Linked DNA regions of Gossypium hirsutum: regions 2, 3 and 4 are each linked to region 1. The links are chromatin contacts, called in public Hi-C maps. All regions are on one chromosome and are shown on one strand. Each heading gives the region's core, a stretch centred on a gene start, on an enhancer-like site or on the middle of the called end of the contact. The rest is flanking DNA. Distances are from core to core; before and after follow the strand shown.

The links. A called contact is a pair of places that touch in the nucleus more often than the background predicts.
Region 2: a contact with region 1 is called in a Hi-C map of leaf, with 4 times the contacts expected there. The contact joins the promoter of LOC107901488 here to the promoter of LOC107901484 in region 1. A contact is called at or near these places in 6 of 34 Hi-C or Micro-C datasets (callus and leaf).
Region 3: a Hi-C map of hypocotyl shows a contact between it and region 1, with 2.3 times the contacts expected there. The contact joins the enhancer-like site here to the promoter of LOC107901484 in region 1. A contact is called at or near these places in 9 of 34 Hi-C or Micro-C datasets (callus, fibers, hypocotyl and 2 more).
Region 4: a contact with region 1 is called in a Hi-C map of leaf, with 2.2 times the contacts expected there. The contact joins the promoter of LOC107901487 here to the promoter of LOC107901484 in region 1. A contact is called at or near these places in 3 of 34 Hi-C or Micro-C datasets (leaf and seedling).

The regions. Positions count from the first base shown.
Region 1 is chrD06:18,854,333-18,859,266 of Gossypium_hirsutum_v2.1, forward strand. LOC107901484 reads right to left here and starts at 1,750. Exons shown (of 7, transcript XM_016827513.2): 1 at 1,432-1,750; 2 at 1,160-1,262; 3 at 921-1,041; 4 at 430-551; 5 at 198-319. The coding sequence starts at 1,582.
Region 2 is chrD06:19,190,368-19,195,076 of Gossypium_hirsutum_v2.1, forward strand. It overlaps LOC107901488 (probable beta-1,3-galactosyltransferase 12), which reads left to right and starts at 1,636. Exons shown (of 7, transcript XM_016827524.2): 1 at 1,636-3,302; 2 at 3,388-3,540; 3 at 3,628-3,710; 4 at 3,783-3,882; 5 at 3,979-4,092; 6 at 4,522-4,664. The coding sequence starts at 2,866.
Region 3 is chrD06:19,248,233-19,253,085 of Gossypium_hirsutum_v2.1, forward strand. No RefSeq gene overlaps it. Among protein-coding and RNA genes, the nearest start is that of LOC121218500, 13 kb to the right of the region's middle. Within about 2 kb of position 1,794, at least 9 of the 9 cell types and tissues checked have an H3K27ac peak or open chromatin away from gene starts, as enhancers often do. A contact at or near this core is called in fibers, hypocotyl and leaf, where this site is marked.
Region 4 is chrD06:19,166,723-19,171,351 of Gossypium_hirsutum_v2.1, forward strand. LOC107901487 (zinc transporter 4, chloroplastic) reads left to right here and starts at 2,183. Exons shown (of 4, transcript XM_016827523.2): 1 at 2,183-2,588; 2 at 2,692-2,749; 3 at 2,986-3,737; 4 at 4,533-4,629. The coding sequence starts at 2,214.

The sequences.
Region 1 (4,934 bases), core at 500-2,999:
TTTTCGAAAACACAGAGAACGAGAGAGTATCAAATGACATAAAGATTAAAGATGACAATCCAAAGGAAGCATATTCCATACAGCTCCTAGCATGCTAATTGTAGTAAATCCACAAATTTCCAACCCTTTTTCCACATGATTATTTGCTTGAAGTGGGATTTCCATGTGAGGCGGGAAGAGGAAGACAAATGACATACCTACCGTCCAAAGCCAGTATCTAGAGTGGGTATATTTAGGTGGGAACAAAAATGTCATGATTGGAATAGCAATGCACGGAATTAACTGGAATATCATGCACAACCAAAGATCATTAAATGTTCTGCAAACAATAATCAAGTCTTATTCAGCCAAAACAAATCGAAATCTGAATGACAAGCTTTGACCAATTCAGTGAACAGATGAAAAGATCATCTCAAGAAAGAATCAAACCTTGCATAACTTGTGCTTAGAACAGCAAGAACTACTAGTGAAAAAAGGCAACTTAATCCAATTCTTTCTCCGAGTCTCTCGAGTATAAAAGTAGAGAAAAGTGAGGAATAAGCAATCATCATCTGCGCATATGTGAATTAATTTGATGTTATGGAGCATTTGACAGAAATAAGGTAGTAAAATTCCAAAGGGGCTATGATTGTGGATGAAATAGAATGGAAACTCATCTGCAATTTCTGATTCTTTCTATGTAAAAACACAATAAAAATACCAAATTAGAAACAAAGCAAGTGAGATTTCAACTATTTGGTATTCAGCAATGAAGCGCAAATTCGAAGGGTAGACAAAAATAAAATATTGAAGTTCATGGTTTCAACTACGGCAAATAGCTGTGTTAAGAACAACATTTGAATGATGGAAACAACCATCAAGAACCGAAAGCTAGAGGAACAAAGAAAAAAAATATAAAGAAGTAAAGTTGCAAGGCTAACCGGCAAGGTGTCCAGCAGTACTCGATTGTCATCAGGCCTGAGATGATAATAAGCAGAACCAAAAGCCACACTTGCAGTTCCTCCATAGAAAAGCAGCCAGCCCCACAGCTCTCCTGGCAATCTGCCACCAATCCACCGTCCATAAACACCAGTTAATCAGCAAATGGTCACAAATTTATCCTTTACAAATTACAACTTAAAGACATCTAAGTTTTTTAAAAAAAGGGGGCAAAAAACACCTTATATTGAAAAAGCTTCCTCCTCCAAGGCAAAGAACAAACCCAAGAACACCCACAATCAGAAATGGGAAATTGGTGATCACATTCAACGTGTTAGGAACTCCTATAAGCAAAACAAAGAATGAGAAAACATAAAATTTTGCAAATTTTCCCTTTTAATGTACAATTTTCTCTTCTTCTTTTTTCCACATCCCATCCCATCCCATCCCATCCCATACCTTCACTTCACTTCACTTGTTTCTTAGAAAACACAATGTAAAAGAAAGAGTTACCTACGAAGTTGCGCATGTCAGCATAGAGATGGTTCCTGTAAGAAAGTGGGACCTTTGGAGTAACCAACATGATGAAAAGCCAACAAAGCAATGCAACTCCCCATATTCGACTTCTTCCTCTTCCTACCTGTTGATTCACCGTCCAAACCATTGTTTCCTCTCTTTTTTTTTTCTTTGAAAGAAAAACTGTCAACTTTTCCTTCTCTGTTTCCACTGTCGTATGTTTGGGTTTTTATTTCTTGTGATCTGCTCTATACTTCTGGGGAATATTTTTCTTTGGCTTTATGTTCGATTTTGCATTTGTTTTCATTCGAATTTGACGATGTTTCATATGTGTGTCCCCTCCCTTTATCTTCTCCCAACATGGGCTATATAGGCCCTTTTTCTTTCAGAGGCAGTACATAGACCTGTAAATAGGATCCAAAAAGAGAAAAATAAAATTCCTTTCCTTTTGTGAAGGCCCAATCTTGAATTATGGTAAATTTCTCTAAGTTGGCACATGAAGGCATGGCTTTAAGCCTCTTGCCTTTCATTTATTCACATATTAATCTCTCTTCCTTACCCTTTTATACAAAAATAACTTCTTTTTATATCTCATTGACTCAATACTTGCACAAATTCTCCTTTTCTTTTTGAAATTCATTGAAAACTTCCTTTATATCAACTCAAGTAGCACAGGTGGAAACAAGCATTACAAATTTGGGGAAATTTTTATACGATTCAAACCCTAAATTTGATGTTTACAGACTTAAAATCCATATGAAATCTTAACACTGCATTAGTATTTTATTCAGAACACGGTTATATTATTCATAAACTTATAACCTTGATACAAACAATCAACAATACAATCTGGTGATAAATCTAATTAACATTCAAAACATTATCCAAGTTAAAAGCCTGCAGGCTTAAATCAATATTCATTTTCATTCTTATATTATATTTTTGAGTGGCTGTTTAATACATAAGCGATAAAATAAAAATTTTAACTTCTCAACCCGCGTGCAGATTTTGCTACATGTCATATTCACTTATTTATTACTTTTTTAAATACAATTTAAGGACACATTCTTTCAAAAAAAAACCTTAAAAACACATGATAATACCTCAACCCCACTTGTGGAGTTAAATTTTTTTTATCTCCGTTAGTATACCAAATAATTATTTGTATATTTTCAATTGTAGATGTCTATATATAATTATGGTTTCAATTCCTCTATTATGATTAAATTTTATTATTAACCCTTATACTTTATTTGACATAAATGTCATTAATTAGTCTAAATAGTTATTAATTATTCTACTTAAATTGTTAGTGTTGATATTTTTTTTCTTAAAAACATTGTTAGGACCAAGGCTGTCCAAGACTGATGTTTCGACTATTGTTCAAACACCTATTCAGACAAGACTTTGGGACATCCTAAGTGATATGAGGTGTTGACGTTTTTGACTTAGGCCTTCTAATAAGATTTTACCATAAGCAAATGGATCCCAGGATTTATTTGTTTTGTCTCAACCTTGTGGATCGAAATTGATGGCTTAAAGAAGAGTTGATCAACTTGCCTTATTGGATAAAGCTTATCTTATCTTTTAGCTTTGGTGATTTATGTGTTGATTTTACTTGTTTTATCAGGCTTTATCTTGGGATAAGTTTTGGAGTTTATTTATTTAGGATCATTATGCTACTAAGGATGCATTTACCTCTACAAAATATTATCAGAAAGGCTACCTCATTTGGCCATGAATAGACAACTTATTCACATGAATGGATGTATCTTTTGGAAGTGTTTGTAACATCCTGATTTTAAGTGGTGTCAGAAAATGTGGTTTCAGAACTTCATTTCTATAAATCGAGTCTATGAGGATGAAATATAAAGATTAACGAAGTTGTTATGACAAAAAATTGAAGATTAGTTAATTAAAGCTCAATGACTGAATTATAAAAGTCCAATCACTATCAAGTTTTAATTTAAAAAATGCTTGATTACCTAATTAAAAATAATCTAAACGGTCAAAATGGTTGTTAAACCATTGTTGTTCATATTAATTGTGGAATATGATAATGATTTACACTTAGCATGATTGATAATTAAATTAAATATATATATGCTTTAATAATTAATTAATCATAGTTAGTTAAACTAATTAAACTACTAATTATACTATTTATGCTTAACTAAGTGGAAAGAAAGATGAAAAACATTCCACCGTCCACAAAAAGAGGGAAAGAAAGAAACAAAATTTCATGGTTTTGAGGAAACATTCGACTATTCAATTCACAAGGTAACCAAGCTAAATCTTTGAAATTTTTATAGATTTTTGATCATGGGAGCTTGAATTAGCTAGCCCATGTATAAATTTGTTCAATTTTTTAGTTGTTAGCAAGTTGTCATTAAAGAAGAATTGATGAATTAGGTTTGAATTTGAAGAAATTGATAGTTAATGAGCTTAAATTGTGATAAGGACTAAATTAGAAACTAAGTTAAACTTGTTAGATAACTTTGTAACACTAGGGACTAGATTGAATACATTAAAAATTGCAAGGTCAATTTTGTGCCCAAACAAGCTTATATTTGTTTTTTATTTAAGGGCATAATGGTCAATGTTAGGTTAAGTGTTAGTAGGGTATAAATACAACTTTATATATAAATACAACTTTATAAACCCTTGTTTTGAGATATTTGGTGGCTGAAAAGTTTCTTTAGGGTTTATAGCTTTTAGGTTAGGTTTTATTTCTCTTTCTCTTTTCTTTTTCTTTTAATTTTTAGGTTAGGTTTTCTCTTTTCATTTTAGAGTAAAGTTTACTCTTGTAGTTTTCTGTCTTCTATCTTGTAAAATATTTTGTAAATGAAGATGAATGAAGCTTTTAGGTGCAATTGGTTTCGCATCTAAATGAACATTTCTTACTTTATCTTTATATTGTGCATAATAACTATTTGATGAAATGTCTATTTGGATGTTAAGCTTTATCATGTGCTAAATTTGTTGATGATTGGTTGATTGGCTATTTGTTAGTTTAAGTTAATGTTTATGCTTGATTAATTGGTTGTTCGATTATATCGAAATGCTTAATACGATAGAATTGATGCATCTAGCAAAAAATCTAGATAAACGAGACCGAGAAAAGAGTTTAGCCTTAGATAGTTCGATACGATTATATCGAATAGTGAGACCGAGAGGAGATCTATATGCCTAGGTAAGACTGAGAGGAGAACTTAGGTGGTATCTTTTAGTCAAGGATGAGACCGAGAAGAGATTCCTAGCCAAAAGTGACAATCAATATAATATGTATAGGTTTATTAACTTAGTTAGCAATTAACAAATCAACTGACCATCGTTTTATCATTTACATTGTCTAAGGCAATAGGGAAGAAAATTAAATTAGTTAGTTTAATTGATAGTTTAATTTTAGTTTATAAACAATCGAAGAAGAATTTGAGAGAGTATTGTTGCTTAGTAGAATATGAAATTTCTAATGGAAAGGGCTTAATTTATAGGCACTT
Region 2 (4,709 bases), core at 386-2,885, 340 kb after region 1:
TATATATAATATTAAGAATACTCTCGCACGATGTGCGAGACAATTTTAAAATAATTATGAATCTATTTTATATTTTAAATTAGGGTAAACTATAAAAATAGTCACTTTTGTTTACCTCAGATTATATTTTAGTCACTTATGTTTAAAATGTTACATTTTAGACACTTACGTTATCGTTTTGTTATGAAGTGGTCACTCTACCATTACCTTCCTAACGGCAGTTTTACGTGGCAGTCCAAATGAGTTTTAAATGCCAACTTGAATGTCCAGTTGTTGGGATGAAAATAGGGTTTTGATTAAAAAAATTAATCTGGACTGCCATATAGGATATCCAAGTTGGCATTTAAAACCCATTTGGACTGCCATGTAGGACCTCCGTTAGGGAGGTAACGAAGCTTAACGGTAGAGTAACCACTTTGTAACAAAACGATAACATAAGCGACTAAAATATAACATTTCAAACATAAGTAACTAAAATGTAATCTGAGACAAACAAAAGTGACTATTTTTATAGTTTATCCATTAAATTAATATTTTCACTATTATATTTATATTTTCTTATACATGTTGATGATACATTTGATTAATGTATTGGAAATTGATTCCCGAGAAATAATATTCATTAGTTGAAATCTATGTTAAAATTTAAATTATATTAACAATTTAATAATATTCTCATAATATAATATATTAAATAAAACAGGTAAACAGAATAAATTAACATGTAATTATAGTTGTTTATGAGTCAACCGGGACACGATTAGATTCTAAAAAATTTTCAAGTCCTAATGGAAATTTATATTAATATATTAATAAAATATTAAAAACACATATTTTATAATAAGAATGCATTGTGGTTATAACTTATCTATTCATAATTAACCTTTATCTTTGTATATGGTTAACAACAACAATAACTTTATTTTAGTGATCAAATGAAAAAAAATGTGACTAAATATGAAAAGTAAAAAAAAAACTATTTTCATACATAATAAAATAAAAATAATTCTATTATTGTATAATTGAAAAAATAAGAGTGGAATTATTCTGCCCGGATAAGCAATGTGTTATTCACATAATATTTAACATATTTTACCCTTTTCAACTTCTTAAATCAATATTATATCCATAGGTCAAATAAATATTGATAGTAACCATATCTTTATTGAGCACTTTGAAAGGTTTGACTTTGATTTGAGCAATTCTGCAAAGGTTAGGCCTTTACATGAGCATTTTGAAAATTTTGACTCTTATATAGTTAATCAATTATTTCGGTTGAATATATATTACATATAAAAGAATATAGTTATGGTTTTCACTTTATAATTTTACTGACAATGGACAATGTGCCTTCATTTCTTGTATCAATTTATTTTCTTTCATTGCATTTGATACAATCCATGCTATAGGTAACGTAATTTAGGGTTTGAAAAAAAATAAAAAATAAAGGAAAATATTTTTATGAGAAATATAAGAAGGTTTGAGTGCTTATGAATACAAGTGTTGTTTGCAGATTACAATGTAATTAGTACAAAAAATGGCTAAGCTAAAACCTTGAGATATTTTTCAAATAAAAAACCAAAGTATTTATACAGTATAAAAATGGGTAAGATTCAATAGAAAAAAAGACGGCAATAAATGGCTTTAACCTTGGAAAGAGTTTAAGGGTTAAGAACTTTGCTACCGTACCAAAAATATATGGATTAAGCTCTTGCACCATTGGTTGGATTTTCACCCACCCCTTTCGTCGTACAAGGTATCAAAAACCACTCTGATTTCATCCTCTGATCATCGAATTGTCGTAAAAAATCATCCATAATCCCTTCTCCTTCTGCTCTTCATCTCCACCACTAGCAATCTCATTGACCAGCGTCAACAACCCATTTTTAAGCAAAGAAAATCCTCTATCGCAACCAGTCGTTTGGCGGTTAAGTAGTCCATCACCACCCCTACTTTGTCGCCCTTGTAATTCAGTCTATCGGCCGGGTTTTCCAAGTGATGGAGATCGTTATTCGAAGTAATAATGTTTGGCTTCGGGATAAGCCTTTACCTTTCTCGTGGAGACTTTATATGTGGCGCTTGCTTTCCCCTCGTTATTTTTTTTATTGTGTAATTTGCTCGGACGCGAAGACTGGTCCATTTGCTATGCCAATAATGACTTTTTCCCATGGAGTCTTTGATGGCTCGTGTTTTTATATAATCTTTTTTTAGGTTCCACCTATCTGTTATTTCAAGTTTGCAACGACGTTTCCAACACTAGGAAAGGAAGGGTTGGCAACCATTGTATTGGCTTGAATCCACCTTCGCTCCCTTTGATTCAAGTGTTGAATCCTCTTAGGTTGCCTGACTCGGGCATTAGCTTTATTGGCTATTAAGGCCTTTGTTTTGTATTGGTTGAAGCTTTGGCTTTTATTATTTGTCAGAAACTTTTGTTCTCATTCGCATGGACCGAATTTGACTCCAATTACTTTTTCTCATTGTGAGAGGGGAAAAGGCCCTTAACGAAAGCAAATGTAATCCCTCCGGATGGAAACATGTACATTGCAAATACTCCAAGTACAGTGTTACAAAGTCAAATTTGAGAATGTGAAATGAAAGAATCCAATAAAGGGTTTTTATTTTTCACAAGAAAAAAGCAGTCAGATTTAACATGCTCGGTGAAGCTTTAAAGAGGAGCAAAAATGAAAAAGAACAACAAATATCCAACTACCAGAAATTATATCAAGTGCAGTATTTTTCAAGGTTCATTTCGCTCTCCTACAAAGGTTCACCACTCTTCCACTCAGTGATTGACTGCTGTTAAATCTTTTTCTTCATTACCAATTTACTATATTTTCTCACTCCCATTCACCGTAATTCACTAAAATGCCCCTCTTCTCTCACCGCTCCTCCGCCTCCAGCGGTTCCGCGGGATCCGCTCCGCTCCCTTCCTTCTACTCCGCCAAACCCGTCAAGCCCTCAAAGCCCTTTTCCGCCTTTTCCTCAACTCGAATTCCTTGGCCCATTCTCGTCTTTTCACTCCTCTGCCTCCTCATCGGTCTCGCCGGCACCCTCTTCGCCCTCTCCGCCATCCGCCGCAACCAACCCTTGCCCATCTTCCGTTGCGGTACATCCGAGGACACTTTCCGTACCTTTTACTCTTCCTCGGATTCCGGGAAGTTCGGCGGTGACAGTTACAAAGGCTTGGCTGATCGCCCCAAGCTTCTCGGGTTCGTCGGCATCCAAACCGGATTCGAATCGGGTGAACGCCGGTCCGCCCTTCGTAGCACCTGGTTTCCTTCCGACCCAGACGGCCTTTTGAGGTATAATTCACTTTTTTTTTTCAATTGGGGTTCTTTTGATTCATCAAAATTTTAACAATTGACCCTTGTTTAAAAAAAAATTAAGGCTGGAGCAAGCTACTGGTCTAGGTTTCAGATTTGTGATAGGGAAATCAAAAGATGTGAAGAAAATGGCAATGCTGGAGAAAGAGATTGAAAAGTACAGAGATTTCATGCTCATTGATGTTGAAGAAGAATATCTTAAGCTCCCTTACAAAACGTAAGAAAAAAAAAATTACACTAATTTTAGCACCATCTGATTGATGTAAACAATGGCCTGTATCATGTATGTGTGAATCCTTTTCAGATTGGCATTCTTCAAAGCAGCTTTTAAGCTTTTTGAAGCAGATTATTATGTCAAAGCTGATGATGACATTTATTTGCGTCCAGGTAATCCCAAAGTGTGCTTTATAGTATCAATGTGGTGAATATGATGTTAATTTATTGTTTTGATTTCATCAGATCGGCTTGCGACTCTTCTAGCTAAGGAACGAAGCTATTCAATGACTTACATTGGGTGCATGAAGAAGGGACCGGTGATCACTGATCCTAAACTGAAATGGTATGAAATTTGTTCATGTAGTTCTTTGATGATTCATATTTTTCTACCTTGAAATATGTAAAAATTCTTGGAGGATTTATTAGTATAAATTTTCAGGTATGAGAAATCAGGACATCTGATTGGAAATGAGTATTTCTTGCATGCTTATGGTCCTATCTATGTTCTCTCTGCAGAGGTGGTGGCTTCATTGGCAGCTGCTAGGAATGACAGGTATGCTTTTACTTTGTGTTTGATTCCATTGCTATTTGTTACCGTTGAATATTGATCACTCTTTATATTGAATCGACTATAGAAATATGTTCCATGTTTAGTTTTTAGTCCACCTGATTGCATTTCATTGGTTTGAAAAAATATGTTAGCTATGATAAAGTCTGCTTCAAAGGATTATCATTGCAACTATTTAGTTTGTGATATTTAAGTCAAGGGATCTCTCATATTTGTCTCGAAACTTGGATAATTGTTTATTGACCTAATATCATGAGTTTTAAGGTTATGAGCTGTTAAATACAAAAGAATGCATATACTTGTACTTATCTCACAGCTCATTTACGCCCTACTTATTTCTCTGCCCTATAGCCTCTCAATCTACCTCCCCTGCGGTAGTTATTCTATTATAAAACGAGTTATTTAACCTTTCAGTTTGAGGATGTTCAACAATGAGGATGTCACTATTGGATCATGGATGCTAGCTATGAATGTGCATCATGAAGATAACAGAGCAATATGTGATCCTAGATGTACTCCTACATCAGTGGCAGTCTGGGATATTCCAAGATGCTCAGGTAGCATGACCATGATATAAACCTCGTTATGTTATATTAACAATA
Region 3 (4,853 bases), core at 544-3,043, 390 kb after region 1:
TTCAAAATTAACTAAGCTCAAGCTAATTAAATAAAAATATTTTAAAATGATTTATTAATCTATACGTATTTGGAAAAAGATAACCGCATCATATTCAAATTGGTGTGTACCACTAGAGATGGTAGCTAAAACAATGAACGTATACTAATTTAAATTTTGATCTAAACGTAGGGTATAATTAATTATATTATAAAAATGGAAATAAACACTATGTTCATACTGTAATTTTGTAACATTTGACATTAAATTAAGATGACACATGTTCATATATACCTTTCTTTACAATTTAATCTCTCTTCTTGAAATCAATTTACTTACTTTTTTTTAAATTATGATGTTAGTCCTTATTAAATTTTAATTGTTACATTTAATTTTGAAATAACCGCTTATTAATAATGATGAATTTGAATAAAATTTTTAAAATAATTATTAAATTGAACTCTGTCCAATTATATTTTGAATAAATCATGTCGTTAATAAAAAAAGCTTTAAAAAATTTAGTTTATAGTTCTTTTAAGGCTGGTTTAAACATTTTTAAATGAATATAATTAATGTGGGACAAAATATCAAAATAAACACGTATCTTCTTTTACTTTTTCCATATTGGTTTTTATATTAATTAATTAAATTATTTAAAAATTTACAATAGTTACGATAATTTTTAACATGAATATATACATATTTAGTATATATTACTATTAATAATTACGGAATTACATTAAAAATCTTGAAATAAATATACACTTAAAAATTTGTTTTGTTAATTTAGTATCATATATAAAAATATATTTACCATCATTATAATATCATAAATGATGAATAAAGAAACATTCGATTTTAATTTTTATTTGTTAAAACTTACCAATTTTAAAAATTAATTTAAATTAACAAATAAATATATTTTAAAAGATATATACAACAAGTCCGTGCATCGCATCAAATAAAAAATTAGTAATGTATTTTATTAGGTTCTAGCTAAATAAGGAATAAGTATCTATGCTCACATTACAATTTTTAGACATGTCACACTTTCCATTTCAAGCACTTATTTCCATATTGGGTAAATGACCTTTTAATCTTTTAAGTTGTTTCATGCATTTTCGTTTAAATTTATTTTATATAGATTTTTATATATTAAATATAAAGTCTTACTTTCAAATTTTGCTTAGCTTTTAAGACTGGTAAATATTAAATTGTTAAGTTTAAATATAGTTAGAAAAAGGCACATATTAAAATAAAATTTATTTATTTTTCAAATATAATAAGAGTTAATTATATTCATTGAGGAAAAATAAATATAAAAATCGAGTATTAACAATTATAACATTAAAACAAATTAATTTAACAATATATAACACATAATCTATAAAAATATATTAATAATATGAGTGAGTATTTGATACACTCGCAGTATATTATTTTATTCCACAAGCGGCCTCACCCTTATATGACACTTCCAAATAATTTCTCTAATAACATTATTTAAACTATAATTAAGTAGTATTAATACTCAAACCATGATGGATTTTAGTATTATTCTAATATTAAATATCATTAATAGAATTTAAATACATTAATTTCTTCGATTTTTAAATAATTTTAAACAAAAATTAATATGCATCGTAAATGTAAGGTTTTATATATTTTTAAAATTGTATATTAAATTAACATAAATTACCAAAAGCAAAATTCTGACCACAAAAATGTAATGTTAACCTTCCAAACAAGGCCTTACCAACTCTATTGGTATACTGAACCAAAAGAAACCTTCTATTGCTATAATGTTGACAAATCATTGGGGCCCACTTTTTAGTCACCTCTTTCACTCTTTGCTCGCCGCGTCATCTCTCTTACACTTGCATCCTACGTGACATCTTCTCTTTATATTACGCGTTTCTCTCAAAAAGAAAAAGAAAACACGATGACGATAAGAGTGGGAGGGGGAGGGGGAGAAGGAGAAGAATCGAAGTCCCCGGAGGCTGAACTTTCCGGCGAATTTTCCGGGAATTTGAGCGTCTTGCTGGCGGAATCCGACGACGAAAGCGAGTTTTCCAACGAGGGTTCGGTCGAAAAAGAGAAACTGGAGGAGATAATGCAAGAGCTATACAAAGAGATAACAGTGACAAGCTCTTCTTACAACGCTTCGCCCACAGTAACTTCGTCTCTTCCGTTCTTTGGCGAGAGCTGCGGGGCTTCGATGTCTGACTCGTCGTCCAGTGTGATGGCTGGCATTGAGTTGGTGGCACCCACGAAGGAGTTATTGGTTATTGGGATGGGGTTTAACGATAACAAAAGTGTAATGGTAGATGAAGTAAAGGAAATGGACGTCTGTGATGATGATCAATGGCTGGCACGAGCTCTAGGCTGGGTGTCAATGGAACTTGAGGAGTCCCATCAGTGGAATTTGGCGTTCAGTGAGACCCCTTGGACTGTAGGGATGTGGTGTCCTTGGGAAGGGTGACTTGCATTAATTTAACCCTTTTTATTTGATTTTCACATGAGATACAACTCATACAACTAGTTTATCTTTAGGGTTTAGATATCTAAATCTGTCCTTAATTTTCATGTATCTCCTTTAAATTATGTAAGGGTTGGTTAGAGATGAGTATGGAGGGGGTGAGGTGGGAATTGTTCCCTTCACTTTTTATGTCATGCTTGCATAGCTGTTTAAAACACATATTGGTTATATCCATAACAACTTCACATTTTTCTTCACCCTTCTTTTACTAATGCTATTTTGATTTAATATTGTTAAATTATACTTTAGTATGTGCATAATATAAAAATAAAATATATTCATAATCTTTTGAGTTATAATTTTGTTTAATCTCTTTGAGAATGCTCCCAAGTTCTTGTAAGACCAAGATGAACTAGAGAACGACGAAGCTTGTCCTCTGGTTAATCCCAGAGAAAAGCAAGTGAACAAATCTAATAAAGGTGAATGAGAAAAGAGAGCCCTTTTTGAGGGGAAATTGCCGTCGATAAGATAAAGGTGGATTGGTATGCAACTACCTCCATTTACATTGCCGAATTTGTAGAGTTTTTGGTGCCCCAGGTCCATGGTGGTCCCTTAGGTTAAGGACCATGACCAAGTTTCCACTACCTCTTCGGTTCAGTGGTTTAGGGTTCCTACAGCTCCACTTTCCCCTTGTAATCATTATGGTGCTCGAATGCAGACGACCTTATGTAACTTCTGGATACCAAAGGGCTTCTAGGCCCTGTTTGAGCTGTTTCTCCCTTATCTTTTTATTTGGATTGTGTTGGTCTTGGGCTATGCCTTGAACTGGGTTCTTATGTGTCGTGGCTTAACTATGCCTTGCACTGGGCTTTACTGTAACTCTTTCGTGGGTTCAGGAGACATTCGGATAAAGGGATTCATAGTACATTAATAGCTGAAGCCCACGACGAGGTGTTGCTCCCTCACCTGTTTCTACTTGGGACATTTGCCTAGTTGTCTACGGCCTCGAGCCTTTTCTGGGAATTGAGACCTCTCTTATCCATTGTATCACCGTGTTTTGACTCTATGAATCCATTTCGATAAAAAAATATTGGTTTAATACGTAATTTGGTTTCAGAGTTTAATATTTTTTTTATTATAGTATTTGTGTTATTATTTCATCGATACTTATTTTTTATAAAAGTTATACATTTTAGTACTTGAAAGTATCAACGTTAATTTTTAGTGTTTAATTTAGGTTTTAAAGTTGATTTGATGAAAATTCATAATTAGCTAATAATATAACAATTAACTTTCATAAAATCAATCTTAAAATTTGAATTAAATTACATCGTATTTGACAAATCAAACACAAAATTAAAAAAATCACAATTAACATTTAATTTATTCTATTAACAAAATCATAAAAAAAAATCAAACCTAATAATATTAGCAATTAATTTTCATCAACTCAACTCTAAAACTCGAATTAAACACTAAAAAGTTAACATTGTTACTTTTGGGTACCAAAATTGTAACTTTTGTCAAATACAAGTACTAGATTGGACCAAAAAAATAATACAAGTACCACATTATAAAAAAAAGTGTCAAATTCAAGTACCAAAATCATATATTAAGCAAAAAAAAAATCAATGATTTATATTAGTAAAAAATCATGTAAAAACTATATTTATATAAAATTTAAATCAACCTTTAGTTGAAATGGTAAAGTTAAAAATATTAATACTATAATGTCATTGGTTCAAATCTCACTAAATGTGGGTTTTTGATTTTATATAAAAATATACTAAAAAATAACATTATAACAATATAATTTATTTTGTAAAAATAAGGACTTTTAGTTATTTCCTATCTGAATTGATGTTTGATTAACTCATAACATTAACTTAATTAAAATTTTAAATAATAATAAGAAACAAAACTTATTGTACCATTAAATTAATTGTATTGCTAATTAAATTGGCCCTAAAGATATTATTATTTGATAATTGAAATTGTATTTGTTAGTGTAGATCAAGTAATAAAGTGATATAAAGAGATCAGATCAAATTTTAAGTTGTCAAGTACCAAAAATTTTCTATCTAATCCATATCAACAAAGTAAATTTTAGTTACTATTAAAATTAAACTAAGCATATTATAAAAATTTTGCTAAACTAAGACACTGAAATCTTTTGAGTTTCTCAATCAATTTATGCACTTAGAACTCTAATTTCACCCAACACGTTTAATCAGTTATTTGTCATTTAATTCTTCAATCTATGTAATCGGTGATATTGGAATTAGATGATTTTAACTAGACCCTTTTAATATCTAGGTAAGTTAATCTTCTTTGACCACTAGCTATATTCTTATGTTAGGTAAGTCGGGTTAATCTATTGAGTTGATTAAGACAT
Region 4 (4,629 bases), core at 933-3,432, 310 kb after region 1:
TAACCTTTAAATTTATTAATATTATAATATTTTAATAATAATATAAAAAGCAATTTATTGTAACTCATCATTAATATTTTGATATATGAAATAAACATTTTAAATATTTTTAAACAATTAATATTAATTATTTTAAACTATATTTTAAAGATTAAATATATAAGGTTATATATTTAAAATAAATTTATATTACATAAAAGAAAACCTTTGCATTTGAATTTAAAAGCTTTTTTTTTTACTTAAGGCTCTAAAAGTATTTATGATCCAAAAATCAGAATTTATAGTGAAAATATTGTTCTATAAGGCATAATAGGGGTAATTTATCAAAAAAATCCGTTTTTTTTCAAAATTTACCGAAATGGGCCGATTTTTTGATTATTTACCGGAATGATCCATCTTCTGGGAAATCGCGTCCACGTCAGTGCGATGTCAGGGTACGCGCCAAGAAATCGCGTCCACGTCAGCGCGATTTGCTTACGTGGAAACAAATTGTGCCCTCTAGGACGCGATTTGCTAACGTGGATGAACAATTTCTCATTTTTAGCTTGGAAAACTTTGAAAGGCCATAACTTTTCGCTCGGTTGTCCGATTGAGACGATTTTTTTATTTTGAATAACTTTTCGAGATCTACGCGCTGACAAACAACCGAAGGCGGTTTTCCGAACTTTTCGTCGAAAAAGATCCCTTTTTGTCCCTAAATTTTGATTTTTTCAATTTAAAATTAAATTTTGAAACATTCAAGTCATTATTTGTAGTGTGTGTATATGTTAATAGTTACGTACAGAAAAGTCAACTGAATATAATTTTATATTAAATTCATTTAAGTTCTTCTCAAACGACCAATGATTCTAACTGTCTTAATTATATGAGTTACCGATGCATTTGCCTAAGCATCGATGAGCTAACATTTTATATAAGTTATTTCTAATTGTAATTAGCATTTTCTATCATTATGCAGGTTGCTTTTCCTAACTTGGAGAAAATCACAATCTGCCATTTGAGGAACGCAAAGAGGATACGGCACAACAAATTCATAAGAATTCATTTTCTATGCTAAAAGAGTTGATTGTTGAGGAATGTGATGTGCCATTTGAATCTTTTTTGTACTTGTTGCTATTGATTCAAATCATAAGAATTCATTTTCTATGCTAAAAGAGTTGATTGTTGAGGAATGTGATGTGCCATTTGAATCTTTTTTGTACTTGTTGCTATTGATTCAAAAAAGATTTAAAATTGTTACCAACAAGATTCGAACCAAGATACTAAGGGAAAAGAGCAAGCATCTTAACCAACTAAACTAAACTAATTAATTGATATATTATAAAAATATTGTTATTATCTTAATTATATTACTTACGTTCTAACGATTTATCGGACCTATTCCATACACGTGTCAAATCAGAAGAAATAATACAATAATTCTGTAAAAAAAATCCGGTGTTTACTTCAAATAAATAAGGAAAATAATGATTTGAATGTTTCAAAATTTAATTTTAAACCGAAAAAAATCAAAATTTAGGGGAAAAAAAGGATCTTTTTCGATGAAAAGTGCGGCAAACCGCCTTCGGCTGTTTTTCAGCGCGTAGATCTCGAAAAGTTATTCGAAATCAAAAAAAAATTCGTCTCAATCGGACAACCGAGCGAAAAGTTATGGCCTTTCAAAGTTTTCCAAGCTAAAAATGAGAAACTATTCATCTACGTCAGCAAATCACGTCCTAGAGGGCGCAATTTGTGTCCACGTAAGCAAATCGCGCTGACGTGGACGCGATTTCCTAGCGCGTACCCTGACATTGCGTTGACGTGGACGCGATTTCGCGGAAAATGGACCATTTCGGTAAATAATTAAATAATTGGCCCATTTTGATAATTTTTGAAAAAAAAAAGACTTTTTTGATAAATTACCCGCATAATAGAACATAAAAGTTGAGATCGGAATTCAAATTTGTTAACTGAGAATATTTTCTAATCTCAAGGAAATTTAGGAATCTTTTGCATTTGAATTTTTATATTTCTTAAAATAACTTAATTTTATAATTCTTCTTTGCAGTCAATATTGTTTTAATATTTTATGGAATGCAACTTTTTAACTTCACTCCACACGCCAAAAGGAAAATGTAAGAAATGATGGTAACATGGATGTGAGTGGAAACAAATGGATAAAATGAAACAATGTCGACATAGTTAACTTCATATTTTAACGAAAGTTCGCAACTATGGACGCCACCTCTTCCTCTTGCCTTACCTTTTCCTCAAACAATGTCGACACTCTCTCCTTATTATTCCCTTTCATTTCTGAATGTCTTTCCATCGTCTCCTATGCTCTGCTTGCTGCCCCCATATATTACTGCTACCCATTTAACACCATCATCTTAAATGCTGTGTTTTCACACATCTCTATACCCTATGTACGTGTATTGTTCATAGATTCTTCAATCCTCTTCTTCACTTTGATTTGTCATTCTAAAAAGCAACAAAAGTATAGGATACCCTTTTTTTTCCTTCCTCTTTTTATCTCTCTCCCTCTCTATATATTTTGCACCCACCATTTGTTTTGCTTTAGATTCTCGATTCTCATGTTCATCTTTGAGGTTTGTTCTTCGGGATTTGAAACCCCTTTCTCTTTATTGTTTCTGGGTTTTCCTTGTTTTTTTTTCTTAATTCATTGTGTTTATTTGGGTTTTTCTTTTTTAGGATATATTGCCGCTGCTCCGCCTTGATCGTTTGAGGTCGAAGAGTAGGCTTTTCCCAGGTAATTTCCAACACCATTTTGTTAGTTTTTAAGTTTACGAGGTTACTGAGTGGTGGGAAAATTTTGGAAATGAATTAAATTTTCGAAAAACATTTATTTTTGGTTCTGGGATTTCATAATTCAACCCAATTGAGCTGCAAACTTGTCTACTTTTCTCAAAATTCTTCAATTGTGCTTAATGTTTTATCAGTTTTAATCTTCTTTTTTTAAATTGTTTCACTCAATTGAATAAACAGAGTCCTTTTTGCAAACAATAACCGATTCAATGAGCAACACGAGCTGCCAATCCTCGGAGCTAGAGATTTGCCGTGACGAATCAGCGGCGTTGAAGTTAAAGCTGATAGCTATAGCCTCAATCCTCCTCGCCGGTGTGGCCGGGGTCGCTATTCCACTCATCGGGAAGCACCGTAAGTTCCTCCGTACAGATGGGAGCCTCTTTGTCGCCGCTAAGGCCTTTGCTGCCGGCGTGATTCTGGCCACGGGCTTCGTCCACATGCTCGCCGGTGGTACCGAAGCTCTCACAAATCCTTGCTTGCCGGAATACCCTTGGTCCAAATTCCCATTCCCGGGCTTCTTCGCCATGGTTGCCTCTTTGGTTACTTTGCTTGTTGATTTCGTGGGGACTCAGTATTATGAGAGGAAACAAGGTTTGGCTAAAGCAAGTACTGAAGAACAGGGTCGAGTGGGTTCGTTAGACCCGGATTCAGACTCTGGGATTGTACTAGTTGTGGAAACCAAGGATGGGAATGGGAAGGTTTTTGGGGAAGAGGAAGGTGGGGGAATGCACATCGTTGGGATGCATGCGCATGCAGCACATCATAGGCACAGTCATCCACATGGACAAGATGGCTGTGATGGCTTATTGAGGAGTCGTGCACATGATCATGGTCATGATGATGGACATGGTCATAGTCATGGACATGGACATGGGCATGAGCATGGAGGTGAGGATGATGATAGTGGCGTGAGGCATGTCGTTGTTTCCCAGGTAAATTATTTCTTAAACTTCGTTGAAATTTAATTGTTTACGTCATGGGGCCTCGTTAAATATGCTTACAAATCTAATTATTTTTATTATATTTTAATTATTTATATTTGAAATGTTATATTTTAATTATTTACGTTATCGTATTATTATCGTATTATAATATTTTAATCACTGAACGTTAATTTTCGTTAACAGTGTAACGGTAATAAATCATCATTTTCAAAGAAAATTTTAAATTAAATTATACAATTAATTTTTATAATTTTATTCATTTTAAGTATTTTAATTGTTTTTCTTTTACCTTTAAAAGATAGAGAATGGAGAAAATAGAAAGAAACAGAAGAAAATAAAAAATAAATAAAAGTGTTAAAAAACATAAAAAAAATTGTTCAAAACAAAAAAAAATATGGAGATCAATTGTATAATTTAACTTGAAATTTTTATTCGAAATAATAATTTAACGTGCCATATCAGCTTATTATTACACCGTTAATGGTAATTAATGGTTCAATAATTAAAATGTTACTATTTTGATAGTTTACCAATCTAATAAATGGACAACTATTAACAGGTTTGATGTTAAATCAGGAGTCTTCTTCTGTGGACTTTTAGGCTAACGAATCTAATGGTAGAATTCTAGTGAGACGACAATATGTTTTGATTGCTCCTAAACTTTTATCTTCTCCAGATTAATAGCTGATAAAAATCTGGGTCAAAAAGGTTTTGAGCTCCTGGCATTTGCATATTTTTCCGTGGTTGTAACGTCTCCTTTCTTTTCTTTTCTTTTTTTGGCAGATTTTGGAGCTTGGAATTGTATCACACTCGGTCATCATTGGCCTATCATTGGGTGTTTCCCTGAGTCCATGCACAATAAGGCCTCTAATTGCAGCAC